Linked DNA regions of Oryctolagus cuniculus: region 1 is linked to region 2. A link is a contact called in public Micro-C data. All regions are on one chromosome and are shown on one strand. The core of a region is the stretch at or near the end of the contact, and the rest is flanking DNA. Distances in the headings are between cores, read along the strand shown. Region 1 holds the start of ERGIC1 (endoplasmic reticulum-golgi intermediate compartment 1). Region 2 has its middle 46 kb from the start of DUSP1.

Region 1 (6,690 bases), core at 713-3,212, 110 kb after region 2:
CTGCTTAGCTCCTTGGCCTGGACCTGGGGCAGGACCTCTCACCACAGCCTGCCCTACTGCACTCCCCAACCTTGTCCAAAGACCTGACCGACTCGGGGGACCTGCAAGCCCTCCCTTTACCCCACAGCTCTGAGTTCAAACCCCAGCTCATGCACTGCGTGGCCCAGGGCAAACAGGCTCTATTCAATGGAGTACCCCTGTCCTTTGATTCTATGTGAAGGTGAAGGCAATGTCGGCACGCCAGCCCCCACCACGCATGATCAGTGCTGGATGTGGCCTGCAAGTGGGCTCCCGCACACATCTTCTCTTGGGACTCCACTGGCTGCTCCTCCCACCTCCCCACACGGGGCAGGCATGTGGCTGAGGGTTGGGCATGGTGGGGGACACTACACCTACACTGAATGAATGAACACTGAAGAGGAGCAAGCAAGGTGCCTGGGGATGGTGGGATCCTCCAGTCCCAGAGTCTCATTCATGATTTCAACATTCGGGGCTAGGCTTTTTTTGTTTGTTTGGTTTTGGTTTTTTTGACAGGCAGAGTCAGAGAGAGAGAGGGCGAGAGAGATAGAAAGGTCTTCCTTCCGTTGGTTGGTTCACACCCCCTCCCCCCTCCCAAATTACTGCTACAGCTGGTGCTGGGCCGTTCCGAAGCCAGGAGCCAGGTGTTTCTCCTGGTCTCCCATGGGGTGCAGGGCCCAAGCACTTGGGCCATCCTCCACTGCCTTCCCGGGCCACAGCAGAGAGCTGGCCTGGAAGAGGGGCAACCGGGACAGAATCCGGCACCCTGACTGGGACTAGAACCCGGTGTGCCGGCGCCGCAGGTGGAGGATTAGCTTAGTGAGCCGCAGCGCTGGCTAGGCCTCTTTTGCAAGTGGGTCAGGCACTTGTTGAGTAAGTGAATGAATGGTGAGGGAATACAGGAGGCCAGAGGGAAGGGGAAGCATTTGACCAGGCCATGTGTGCGCTCCGTGGGAAGGGTTTGGGTCCATGACCACTCCACCCAGACCCCACCTCAGCAAGGCACCGGGCTCCCCTCTTTACGGAGGAGAAAACTGCGCCCCTTTGCCTTCCTCCTGGAGGTGGGGTTCAAACCCAGTGTTGTCACAACCGTGAACCTTGGGAGAGTTCAAGGCTACATGTCTTTTGTGCGTCTGAACTACATTCCCTAACCCAGCAGAAAGCGAGGAAGTAGCTTTCTATTTCTGCTTTTGAGGAATAAACCAAGGCTCGAAAGCTGGGGTGACTCGCACAGTCCACCTGGGACGAAGTCACTGTGCAGTCGCCTGTCTGCCTCCCAGACACCCGTGCACGAGCTGGATAGCGTGGGCTCGGAGCAGGTGCTCAGCGAATACCCGCCGCAGCGAACCCGGGTGGCAGCAGCTACCAAGCCAAACACAAGAGCCGGGGGTGGCGGCACCCTTAGCAGGCGTCAGGCACTGCGCCAAGCCCGTCTTCCAACTCCCCCTGTGGAGTCCCGGGGACCCCCTCCTCCCTCCAGGCGGTGTCCTCCTCTTCGTGCGGATGTGGGCAGGGGCGGGGGGCTCGGAGAAGCCCGTGGACTTTCCCAGAGAGGCACAGCAAGGGTGGGGCTGCCCGACCTCCCCCCCTTCCCCTAGCAGGAGCCGTGCGTGGCTCAAACCTGGATCATCCCCCGTAATGCTCTTAGCTCAGGGCAACCGCTTCGCCAAGGCATACCCCGGGGCCCTGAGAACCAGGGGCACGCGCCCGAGTCCACGCACAGAGAACGTGCAGGACAGCAAAGCTGCGGCTTAAAGGAACCTCCGCATGGCACCGGCGGGCACCGAGCCCCTCCGCTGGCCGGCCCGCGGGCCCTTTGACCACGCGGCGGAAGGGGCGGACGGGCGGTGCGGCGTCCAATAGGCTGCGCAGTCCAATAGGCTGCGCAGGCGTCACTTCCTGGAGAGGGCGGGGCGGGGCGGGGCGGCTCTCGCCGGCGGGCGGGCGGCCGGCGGGGGCGGGGCGGCGCGGAGGCGTCGGCGGCGGGCTGGGACCCACGCGGCGCCGCGGCCCGCCTGGCCTGCAGCGCTCCCGGCCCGGCGGCGGCGGCGGCACGATGCCCTTTGACTTCAGGAGGTGAGTGTGGCGTCTGCCCGCGCTCTGCACGCCGCTGACCCCTGAGCCCTGCACGCTGAAGTGGGCCCCCGCCCCATGCATGCCTCGAAGGCCCGCGGGGACCCCCCAGCGTGTCCCTGCTGCCCGCGGAGCCAGCCAGAGCCAGAGGGGCCCCCGCCTAGGCCTGCGTGTGGCGGGGGACAAACCCACCCCCTTTCTTCCGCCCAGCCCCCTCTCCAGTCTGCCCGGACACCTTGCATCCGCCTGGACCCCCGAACTGAGAAATAGGACGACTCCCTCCCCCAGCTGGGAGTAGCTCAGCATCTTTTCCTTCGTGTTGCTGAACCTCCTTTAGTGGACCCCAGCTGACAGGTGGGGCTGGGGCGCCTCCAGGGAGCCCCCAGGAATCCACAGGGGTCTGCAGTCCCTTCCGGCCTGGCAACAGCTGGAAGGTTTTAGGTTTCCACAGCCTGGGGCCCTTCCAGGCTGGGCAGATCGGAAGGCCTGTTCCCCTAGGCCTGCCTCTGTGCTCTAGGTGTGGGGGCACCACGGTAAGGGGAGGAGGCCCAGGAGCCTGAGGCCTGGAGCGGGTTTGGCCTTAGCTTTCTGCAGCCCCACAATGGGTCCTTTGTGGGGTCTGCCTGTGTGCTGGGCCTGACCTTGCTTTCTGGAAGTCTGCTCTGGGAGGGGTCTCCCCCAGGTGGTTACCTAGAGGTGTGAACCCCAGGGGATGCCCTGGCCTCACGCAGGCACACTGACAGTGTCTGGCTGGGAAAACGGCAGGGCTTTGGCCAGAGGAGGAGCTGGGTTAGAACCCTGGCCGAAGGTTCTACGAAGCAGCTAACTCTGGCTCTGCCGCCTCTATGGTCAGCTTGGTATATTCTAGAAGTTAGGTGCAAAGACGCTAGCTCCAGCCTCACTCATCTGCAAGTGTCTGAGCCATCTCCGTTTGACCACCTGCAAATTGGCGTGAAAATAAGGCCCCTGCCTGCAAGGACTGAGTGCATGAGACACCTTTAGCAGGGTTTGCATGGCTTAGAGCTCAGAGGTAGGGCAGTGGTGGATGGGGGCTTCTCTGGAGAGGTTTCTCTCTGTCCCTAAGACAGATCCCAATGCCTAAGCCGCCCTTGCCTCCTGCCTATGAGATGTAGATGAAGTCAGCATAAAGTGATAGAGTACCCAGAAGAGAAAGGTCACTGGCCTGCAGGGACCCCCATGGCATGAGAGCAAGTTGGGGTTCACGGCCTGGAGGGGACACGAGCCTTGGGTCTCTTGACTGGCTGACGTGGTTTTCCAACCTGTCCCGGGTACTGATAACATCTGGCAAATATTTGCCAACTTTCTGCACCTTCCAGGCAGCCGTGAGGCTGGCATCAGGGTCCCCGAGACAAATGTCTTCGGTTTCCACCAGGGAGAGCCCCTATGATGGAATCCAGGTGTAGTCTTAATCCCACCAGGTAACTTCTGGGCCGTGAGAGCTGGAATTGGCACGTTGACTCCAGGTTCCACAGAGCCTCTGCTTCATCTAGGCTGGCGATAAAGATTCCTGTCCCCTCCTCAGTCTGCATGCGATTCAGAAAGTGCTGGTGGTTTGGGGCTTGTATAAATCACTGCTTTTGGTCATTATCTCATTATCTATGCTTTTGGTTTGTATCTCACCCCATCTTTCAGGGATAAGTTGGGGCTTCAGGGCTGAGGGTCTTGCCCTAGACCTCATGGATACAAGATGGGAAGGGTAGGCCAGGGTCCCCGGTCAAGCATAGTCCCCTAGCCTTGTGCTGATAAGTTGAAGGTTTGGGGTACAGGTGAGCTGAAGCAAGGAAAACAGGTGGTGCCAACTGCAGCCTTTGGCCTTGGAGGGGCCTGGCTGTGGACAGCCCTGTAGAAGGCCTTGATGGAAGTGGGGAAAGGGGCCAGGCCTGAGCAGCTGGCTGCCCTGGGGGCCCCTGGCCCTGCTTCAGGTTCTGAGTGCCCAGATGCCATCAGGCCCCAGCTAGATGAGGTGTTTGAATAAATTCCTCAAGGGCGTGGACTCCTGGAAGAATGGAGAAAATGTATTCAGCATTCTGTGTTTGCACCTTGGAGGTTGTGCCATTAGTTCCTGAAAACCTGCAATCTGTTAATTACAAGGCTCCAGGGCTTGGTTCTAAGGCAGATCCCACCATCCCCAGGCGCCTCGCTCCTCTTCACTGTTCATTCATTCATTCATTCAGTGTGGGTGGAGTGTCCCCCACCATGCCCAACCCTCAGCCGCATGCCTGCCCCGTGTGGGGAGGCAGCCAGTGGGATCCCAGAGTCCACTTGCAGGCCACATCTAGTACTGGTCACACATGGTGGGGGCTGGCATTGCCAGCATTGCCTGGTCATCTGATGGAGGGAAGCTTCACCTTCACGTGGAATCAAAGGACAGGGGTACTCCATTGAATAGAGCCTGTTTGCCCTGGGCCACGCAGTGCATGAGCTGGGGTTTGAACTCAGAGCTGTGGGGTAAAGGGAGGGCTTGCAGGTCCCCCAAGTCGGTCAGGTCTTTGGGCAATGTTGGGGAGTGCAGTAGGGCAGGCTGTGGTGAGAGGTCCTGCCCCAGGTCCAGGCCAAGGAGCTAAGCAGGCCTCCTGCTTGTGCTGTTCCTCTTAAGACAAGGTCAGGCAGGGCCAAGCTGCCCTCTGCCCGTTCCTATGATAACGCCTTGTTTTCCTACTTCTGTAGGAACGTGCACAGCTTGTGTAGCGCTGGTGTGCTTACCTGTCTGTGAAATGGAAATGGTTATCGTAGTCACTGAAGCAGGATTGCTGCGGATGTGTGTGTACAGCGTTCAGACAGCAGGTGCCCATTTTGGCCACTGTGTTCATTATTTGTATCATTTCTCTTAAGCACAAGTAATCTAACACTCTGTATAATTCCCTTGCTTATTATGCTTGTTCTCTGTCTGCCTCCCATTAGTACCTGAGCTCCCGAGGGCAAGAATTTTTACCTGGTGAATTCCAGGTTATAGTGCTAGCACCGTGATGGGTGCTTGAGCCAGACTCATCCCTCAGAAATGCCTCTTGAGGTTTGTCCAGGGAAGCCGGAGGCATAGCAAATGGATACACCAGTTCTTCCTGTCCTGGGCAGGTTGTCAGCCCTGAGTTCTCCCTCCTCTGACCTTGGATTTACTTTTTCTAAGTTGTTTGGTAGCTAGGAGGAGGTGGCAGAATTCAGAGGAAGGATCCTGGCCTTAAATGATAAACCATGTTTGCATTGCTCCTGTTACATGGTTTTATTATTAGCTGGACCTGTGCACTTGTGCGACTGGCCTCATGACCTAGATCCGTGGGCGTTGTACCCAGTTCCGGCTGGCCTGGGGCCAAGAGCACCTGCCACGTGTGTTCTGGAGGCCAGCCTAGGAGGGGGAAGGGCATGGGTAACAGCACTGGGCAGTTCCTGCATCCCAAGCCCAGTGGAGCCTGAGCTCTTTTTGGCTCAAGTTGAAACCACAAGCCCAGGGCTGCCCCTGGCCTGCCGTTGTCCAGCTGTGCCCTGGGACAGTTGATTTCCCCTACCACAGCCTCAGTTTCTTCATGTGAAGCAAGGGATGGTAACCCTCAGTCTCTGACCTGGTAGGGCAGCTGGCGGGCAGGGGAGATGTCCTGGTGGTGGAGGACCAGATACATAACCTGCAGAGCTTACTGAAGAGCTGTTAGGAAAAAGCAGCAGCGGAGCATGAAGCCAAGGGTGAACTGTGCTGAGCAGGTGACCCTGTAGGACTGCAGGGGGTGTTTGGTCATGACCGTGGGCCTGCTGCAGTGCCTTTGGGACGGCCCCCATCACCCCTCACTCTGACCTTCCAGGTAGTCTCTCCCCCTCCAGGAGACCCCAGATCTCCTCAAGACCCCCCAGGCGAGCTTTCCAAAGCATATATGATTTTTCTCATCTCCTGGTTTCGGCCTCCCAGTGGGTGTCCTTGCTCTGGGCTTCCTAGTGCATGTGTCTTTGCCTGCTAGGGCCCCTGCAGAGCCCTGTCGCCCCTCAGTCCCTGCACCCTGCTAAGCCTCAGCCACTGTAGGGAGCTCCACACACACAGTGAGCCCTCAGCAGAGAGCAACCAACCTGAATGCCTGTGTTCCTACTCTGCCTCTCTGCAGAGAAATCCAGGAAGCCAGCAAGACCCACTGTGCAACACGGTTAAGAAAATATAAATAGACCTGACAGGGCAAAAAGGAAATACTAAATTAGGCCACAGAGAAAATTATGTGGAAAGAGCCAGTGTTTTATGTTTGTTGAGCATTTATTAGTACCAGGCGTGATTGTAAGAATCTTACGTGTATGAGTGTTCTTCAAAAAGTGTGGGAAAACGGGGCAGGTGTTGGACATAGCAGTCAAGACCCTGTGGGACCCCTGGGTTTGAGTACTGGCTCAGCTTCTGATTCCAGCCTCCTGCCAGTGTGCAGGTGAATACCTCAAATACTTGGGTCCCTGCCACTTGGAGACCTGGATTGAGTTCCTAGGTTTGGCCTGGACCAGCTTTGTCTATTGGCAAGCAGTTAGGGAGAGAACTGATAGATGGGAACTTTCTCTCTCTCTTTCTGTCTGCCTTTCCAAATAAATAAATTTGTATTTCAAAATTTTAGAAGCTTGTAG
Region 2 (6,994 bases), core at 322-2,821:
GCCCCAGGGGTGACCTCTGGCTCTGCCCCACCCATGCTGGTTCTGTGGGCGGCCCTGTGTCTCCTCTCCTTGTTGACCCTTGGGTTTTTCCCATGAAAGCTGGGGGGGTGGGTGGGGGATGGTCCCAATGCAGAAAAGACGCTGGGTTTGGGAATCGGAAGTGGCTGGGTCCATTTGCCTGGGGCTGAGGCAGCCGGGAAAGGAGGGTGGGATTTGCCCTTTGTGATGCCGGACCTCCAGGCTGTGGGTCAGTCCGCCCAGGGCCACGCCCCTGCCCTGCCCCTACACACACACACACACACACACACACCCCGGAACTGAGGAACTCTGGGCGCCAGGTTTAACCTGCCAGTGCCCAGAAGCCACGAGAAGTCCATGGCCAGAGGGGCTGGTGGGTCACTGGTAGCCATTAGTGTTTAGTGGTGAGCTTCATCGGACCAGAGCGAGCTGGGCCAGCGCTCAGCATCCCCTCAGGGTCCTTTCTAACAGACACCCTCCCACATGCCCCTGGCCAGGTAGGCACGGGCCGGGAACTGGAGTGGACAGCACCTCCCTGCCCCCAACACACCCCTCCCGCCGCCCGGGGCCCAGCTTCCTGTTTGCCAGGCCAGCACCAGGCCTGGGGCTGGAGGGCAGGAATGTGGACGTGCTGACGTCAAAGCGTGGCCTAGTTCTGGGGAAGTCGGCATGGGAAGGGCTTCCTGCTGGGCCGCCTTTGATCCCAGGCCTGCTCCACCCAGGGGAGTCAGCGCCTCCCAGGGCTCCAGGAACCTGGCTTGTTCTCTGTGGGTGCCTCCAGGTCGAGCTCAGGGTTCTACCAGGCAGGATGGCCTCTGCCTTCCCAGCCTCAGTCCCCTCGTCTGTAGAGTGGGCATAAAAGGCTGCATCTCATTCATCAGATGCATCGTGGGCTCCCACCATGCGCTCGCTCCTCACTGCACAGGCTAAAGGGATGCAAGCCCCCGTAAGATGAGGCTGCCCTGGCTGCCACGGGGCAGGGAGGGAGGGCTCGGAGGGAGGGGCCGCCAGCAGAGAGAGGCGGCTGCGAGGAGGTGCCGGGCTTCAGGGCTGGTTCCCCGAGTCTGCAGGGGCATCGCACAACACCTGCCTCTCAGCCCTGAAGAGCCACTGAGGCGCGGCCGCTGTGTCTGTGGTGTGCCCCACGTGCCACTTCTCAAGCAAGTCCTGTGTGCCCAGGCCTTTATGTGCGTGTCCTCAGCCAAGCCCGAAGGGAGGAGGCTTGGGATGGGTCCCATTTCACAGAGGGATACACTGAGACTCGGAGAGGTGGGGGAGATCACCAGGATCAGAACGGTGGTCTCCCTGACGTCACAGTGTGTCTCCCCCACCCCCCAGGTGGGGAAGGGACCTCTGGACAGTGGCAGGCAGGGGCCTTGGTCCTGACAAGGCCACCATTTCAGAGCACGCACCGGGAGCCCAGCCCATTCTGCCAACCTGACCCTCAGGTCTTGAACTTGAGGAGGTTGGCATAGGCCATGGGAACCAGTGCACGCGCCTGCCTTCCCCTGCCTTGGGGAACCGCCTGTGCCCCCAGAGCAGGAGTCCTAGCCCCTATCTTGCAGTCCCCACGGGGCTGTGGCCTCAGTTTCCCCAGCTGGGACACTGGGCTGGGGGAAGGGCCTTGGGACAGCCTGGAGGCCCCATGAGAGAGCCTGCCCAGGGGCCCACAGAGCCCTCCACGCCCTCTCTGCCCTTCTCCATGACACTGCCTGGCCCCGCATTGAGGCAAAGACCTGAATTAGAATCCAAACTTGGCCATTCCACAGCTACAGGGCATGGGCCAGGCCCCCTCTGCCGGAGTCCACAGGACAATGCTCTCTGCCCGAGTCCAGGGGACAATGGCAGCCGCGTTTCCAGGAAGCGGGAATGAATCCACTACGTCTTCAAAGTGGCGGATGCACTGTGTGACATACAAGGACCAGCTAATCACTCACAGTGCTTGCTCTGGCTGTCATCGTTGGCTGTGTTTGTTTACACCAGGGACTCCAAGGGCCACCTAAGTGCCCTTCCCCTGAGTCACCAGCAGGGGGCGCCAGACACCCCTTGTTAGCGCCCAAGCCAGCGCTCCTTCCACGCGCAGTCACACAGTTGGTGAGAACCAGCCTCAGCGGGTTAAGGTCCTGGCCTGAAGCACCAGCATCCCATATGGCGGTTCGAGTCCCAGCTGCTCCTCTTCCGATCCAGCTCTCTGCTGAAGCCTGGGAAAGCAGTAGAAGATGTTCCAAGTCCTTGGGCCCCCTGCACCCACGTGGGAGAGCTGGAAGAAGCTCCTGGCTCCTGGAGTCAGATTGACCCACTTCCAGTCATTGCAGCTATTTGGGGAGTGAACCAGCGGATGGAAGACCTCTCTCTCTCTCTGTCTCTACCTCTCTTTCAAATAAATAAAATAAATCTTAAAAAAAAAATAAAAGAAGTGGAGGCCCCTCTGGAGGGTTTCTGAGCCTGTTAACCCCAACAATGCTCCAGGCCCACCTCCATGGGGGAGGCGGCTGGGATCTCTCCCCACCAGCTTCCCCTCCTTGCCCCTCCACGGACCCCTAACGCCCTCTCTCCTCCCCTCTGTCTTCTCTACCATTCTTCCTTCTTTCTCTCATTGCGCTCCTACTATGCGCCAGGGTCTATACCGTGAACCAGGAGTGCACAGGGAACTAAGACCCTGCCCTGGGAACCTCCAGGCTACAGGGAAAGAGGGGACCGGTGATGAATAAGCAAGTGAGAAGGAGGAGGAACATCTCACCGCCCTGGCGAGCTTCTGGAGAAAATCAGACAAGGATTGGATGGAAGCGACCACGGCTGACGTGGGCCGAGTGCTCACCAGGGGCCGGGCACAGGTTCGCCCCCACTTTACAGGTGGGGGAGCTGCAGGAGGAACCACAGGCACAGCAGGGTCTTCAGAGGTCCGGGAGGTCCCCAAGGCCACTGGTGAGAAGAGGGCAGAGAGAACGGAGCACAGCTGGGCACATGTGTTTATCCTGTCCTGCGTGCCCGGCTGGGCTGCCCGTGTTGTTTCATGTACATCGTCATCACCACCCAGAGTCCCCTCGCGGTTATGACCCTGGGGGCCTAGGAGGAAAGGTGGCCTGCTCGAGGTCACAGTCAGGGAGTGGCGGACTTGAGACTTGACCGACCCAGGCTCCCTGTGCCCCAGAAGCCACAGAGCCACCCAGAGAGCTGGCTGCTCTTCTTCAGGCCCTGCAGGCTCCCTGGCCATCGCCGTCCAGATTCTTTGAGCTCGCCCACCAGCAAATGTAGTCCACAGCTTCCTGGTCCCACTGTCCAGGTCTAGCACCAGCCCTCCCGTCAACCCGGCTGTTTTCCTCCTCCGCCACACTGTCGTGGTCTATAACTGTCACATGAACTCGCGTGCAGTTGCTTTCCCCGCCAGACTCTACCCTGACCTCTGCGGATCTCGGCACCTCCCAACCGTGTGCCCTGCGCTCCACCGCATGGCCGTGCGGATGCCGCCCTGGGTAAACACACCACGAATGAGAGAGGCCTGAGCCCATCCCACTTGCCCCCCTATCTCTCTCCAGAGCTCAGCACTGTTCCTGTACAGAGGAGTTCAATGAGGATGAATAAACAGATAAATGGACAACGGATTGAATGGAGGTCAGATGGTGGCAGACAAATACACTCATGGATGGATAGGGGGATGGATGGAGGGTGGAGGATGGACCATTGGGAGGGTGGTTGCATGGATGGGTGGATGCATGTGTGGCTGGCTGGATGGATGGATGGAAGGAAGACCATTTGCCCTGAGTCTACATCTACCCATTAATCCACAAGAAGGAAGTCAGAGGAAAGATGACAGCAATGGCCCAGGGAAGAGGCTTTTCCAGTTTGGGGTCATCCAGGGCTGGGGACATGTGACATTGCTGGCGACAGACTATCAGCAAGTTCTGGCAGCTTCTTGTGTGAACCGAACACTGATGCGTGAACCTCAAGAGGTGACCTAGAGCATCTCCTGAGCTTAGCAGGGGGAGGGTGGGGTCCCTGGAGCTTGGAGCAGAGCAGTGAGGCCCATCGAGGCTCTGACTCAGCCAGGAGCCATGGGAGTCTGAGAAACTGGCTTTAAAGCCCCGGCCCACGTGGTCAGGGAGCAGGTGGAACTATGCCCAAGGTGCGGATAAAGAACATGAATGACCCTTCTGAAGGGACCAGACCACGCAGTCAGAGACTGAGAGAGCTGGCTTAGGGGCCTGGGTCAAGAGGACCCCATCTTTGCTTGGCATCTCAGGCAGCGCCTCTGTCTTGAACACCAGGCTCACTGAGGGTTCAGGGGGGTAGTTAGAGGCTCAACTGCCCCTGGTGGGGGGATAGGGGCTTGGGGTGCAGGGACTCGGGCACAGACTCCAGGCCTGCCCTCCATAATGGCTCCTCGTGCTGAGTGACCTTCCCGAAGGACATCTGACCATGTTACATTATTCCCCAGAGGTTTGAGATCCCATCCCTGACCATGGCGTGGTCTTCAGTTACTCAGTCTCTGACCCCTGTCAACCTCTCCAGCCTTGGGCCTCAGCCTCCCAAACCCTGCACCCCTGCCACCCTCTCCGAGATACACTTCCATTTCCTTGAACAGACAAGCCCCGCCTCCTGGCTACACCTTTCAACAGGCTGGGCCCTCTGCCCGGGTCTCCTCCCTGCGCCTCCCTCACCCCACTGGCTCTGTCACCATCCTCAAGACAGCTCTGGCTGCAACCACCATGTCTGACCCACCCACCCCCACGCAGGAGAGTGAGGCAGCTGGCTCCCTCTGCTCCAATTACACGCAGGGCTGAATGCTACCATCGAGGCAATTAGCGCAGGTAGTAATTAGCTGCTTACTCGGCTGCCTCCCAGTTGGGCTGTGAATTTCAGGAGGACGGGCTTTGTGACTTATTCACCTCTGTATCTGCAGCGCCTGGCAGAGCACCAAGCTGCAGTCTTTGCTATTATTTGTGGAAGGAAGGAAGGGAGGGAGGGAGGCAGAGAGGAAGGGCAGGAGGAAGGGCAGGGAGGGTGGCAGTCTACAATCAGCAAAGTCTTCTCTCAAGGCTGGCGTTTCATTAAAAAATTGGGACAACAAGGAAACTTGCGCAGAAGGGACCACGCCTCCTGCCAAGCTGTTTTGCAATGGTCTTTTGTAAACCTGGTAGCTGGCCCTCAACACACAGAGGCAGATGGCACGGACGGGTTCGACCTTAGGGAGGTGGACACCCAGACAAGCCTCCTGCGCCAGGCAAGAGACTCGGGCTCTGGAATTCAAACGTCCCAAGGTACCAGGGCAGCTCTGGCTACAAGCAACTCCGCACCTCCACTCCCTGTAAACACGAGGGTTTACGGCCTGCTGACTGAGAAGTGAACTCTCCGAGGGGTGCCGGCTGACTGCGCGCATCTCCATTGTCTCCACACATCCTCCATGTGGCTTTATCCTAACCTCTCACCTGGGCCCCTGGCTCATTCATCTCTCCAGCAGGAAACACCTGCCAACCCCATTCAAGCACCCATTGGACAGCTATTCCGATTGGAAGGTGTTGGGTGACATAACCACCCCTGAACCAATGCCTGCAGCCAAGGGAATGGATATGCTAATTAGCTCCAGCCCATCAGAGCGCTTCCTGGAGTTGGGGGAGCTCCTCCTGAGAGGCGTAGATACTTAAAAATGGATGTGAGGCTGCTGGGAGGAATGTGTGCTGGGCAACCAATGAATGTCCCCAGCACCCTGCCTCTTCCTGGCTGGGTCACCCTGGGCGGGTCACTCCACCTCCGGAGCTTGGCCTCCTCCCTGTAAAATGGGGAGGAGTCACGTTTCCGGCACAGCATGGCAGCGAAGACTGAGCCAGAGTAGAAAAGCCCAGCCCAGTGGGAGGGACCTGGGATGAGAGTCTGGCCCCACCCTCTCAGCCTCTGAGGTTCTCAGGCTGACCCCCATTCCTGCCACGAGGGAGCAGAGGCCCACCCTGGGAGAAATGTTGCCGAGCAGGCACGTTGTCTGCGGCCTGTGAGACGGGAGAGCACATTTATCCCAGCAGAGTTGGGAAAGGGGGGCGTTCCAGGAAGAGGAGGGGTTGCGTGTCACCTGGACTCAGACTCCATCCCCGCAGCGCCGGGCCCTGCTCATGCTCAGTCTGACCTACCCCACACTCATCTCTGCCAAGCTACACACACCGGTGAGCCTCCCTGGAGCCGGAGAGCCCGAGGTCACAGCCCAGCTGGGCAGTCCTGGGCCATCTCACTGACCTCTCTGCTCCTCTGTACAACAGGGTCATCCCCATTCCTGCCTCCCAGCTGAAGTCACCTGGTTCCACAGCACGTTATTAGTGACCAGTGAAAGGTAGCGGAATTGGTTACATGAAAGCCAGAACGCGCTGTTTTCCCTAACTCTGCCAGTCTCACAGCTGATTTTCACTAAATCTGCTTGTTTCAGAACTCAATCTTGGGTTTTCAGTGGCTCGCTGGACTGCAGGTACCTTAAGGGAGGAGTTGCCCTCCCTTAAGGGGGTGGAAGATTGGAATGGCTGCCCCACCAATGGCAGGTTGTCCTAGAAATGAGTGCAGCCAGCGCTTAGCAGGTGCCGGGCACACAGCTGAGCACCTTACTGCCCTGACTTCACTCATCCTCATAATAACCTGTTCTGTCTCAATTATATGGTTGGGGAAACTGAGGCACAGAGCACAAGGTGACAGCTGGGAACCAGAGGCGCTGTGACTTGAAACTGGGCAGACGGATACGCAAAAGAACATCACATCACGTCTTCAGTGTGGGCGCCCCTAGCTCCTCCCAGCTCTACGTCTGAGGCCCCACCTCTTCGTTCCAAAGGGACATTGGCAAGTGTTCAACAGGCCTCGATGCCACAGGAACAGCCACCTGAGAAGCCAGGAGCAGAAGGAGCTCCCAGAAGCACCGCCAGCATTTTTACTTCCCCCCCGCTGGTGTTTTTAGCTCAGGACCTTGGACGACATGGGGAGAAGCGGGTGGGAGAGAAGGATCAGC

What was found. Hi-C and Micro-C count contacts between places; a contact is called where the count stands out from the background.
Region 1: a Micro-C map of ear pinna shows a contact between it and region 2, with 2.6 times the contacts expected there. The contact joins the promoter of ERGIC1 here to the enhancer-like site in region 2. A contact is called at or near these places in 2 of 6 Hi-C or Micro-C datasets (ear pinna and psoas muscle).

Annotation. Positions count from the first base shown.
Region 1 is chr6:59,381,493-59,388,182 of mOryCun1.1, forward strand. ERGIC1 (endoplasmic reticulum-golgi intermediate compartment 1) reads left to right here and starts at 1,963. Exons shown (of 10, transcript XM_051843621.2): 1 at 1,963-2,094. The coding sequence starts at 2,075.
Region 2 is chr6:59,275,175-59,282,168 of mOryCun1.1, forward strand. No RefSeq gene overlaps it. Among named protein-coding and RNA genes, the nearest start is that of DUSP1, 46 kb to the right of the region's middle. Within about 2 kb of position 1,572, at least 4 of the 8 cell types and tissues checked have an H3K27ac peak or open chromatin away from gene starts, as enhancers often do. A contact at or near this core is called in ear pinna, where this site is marked.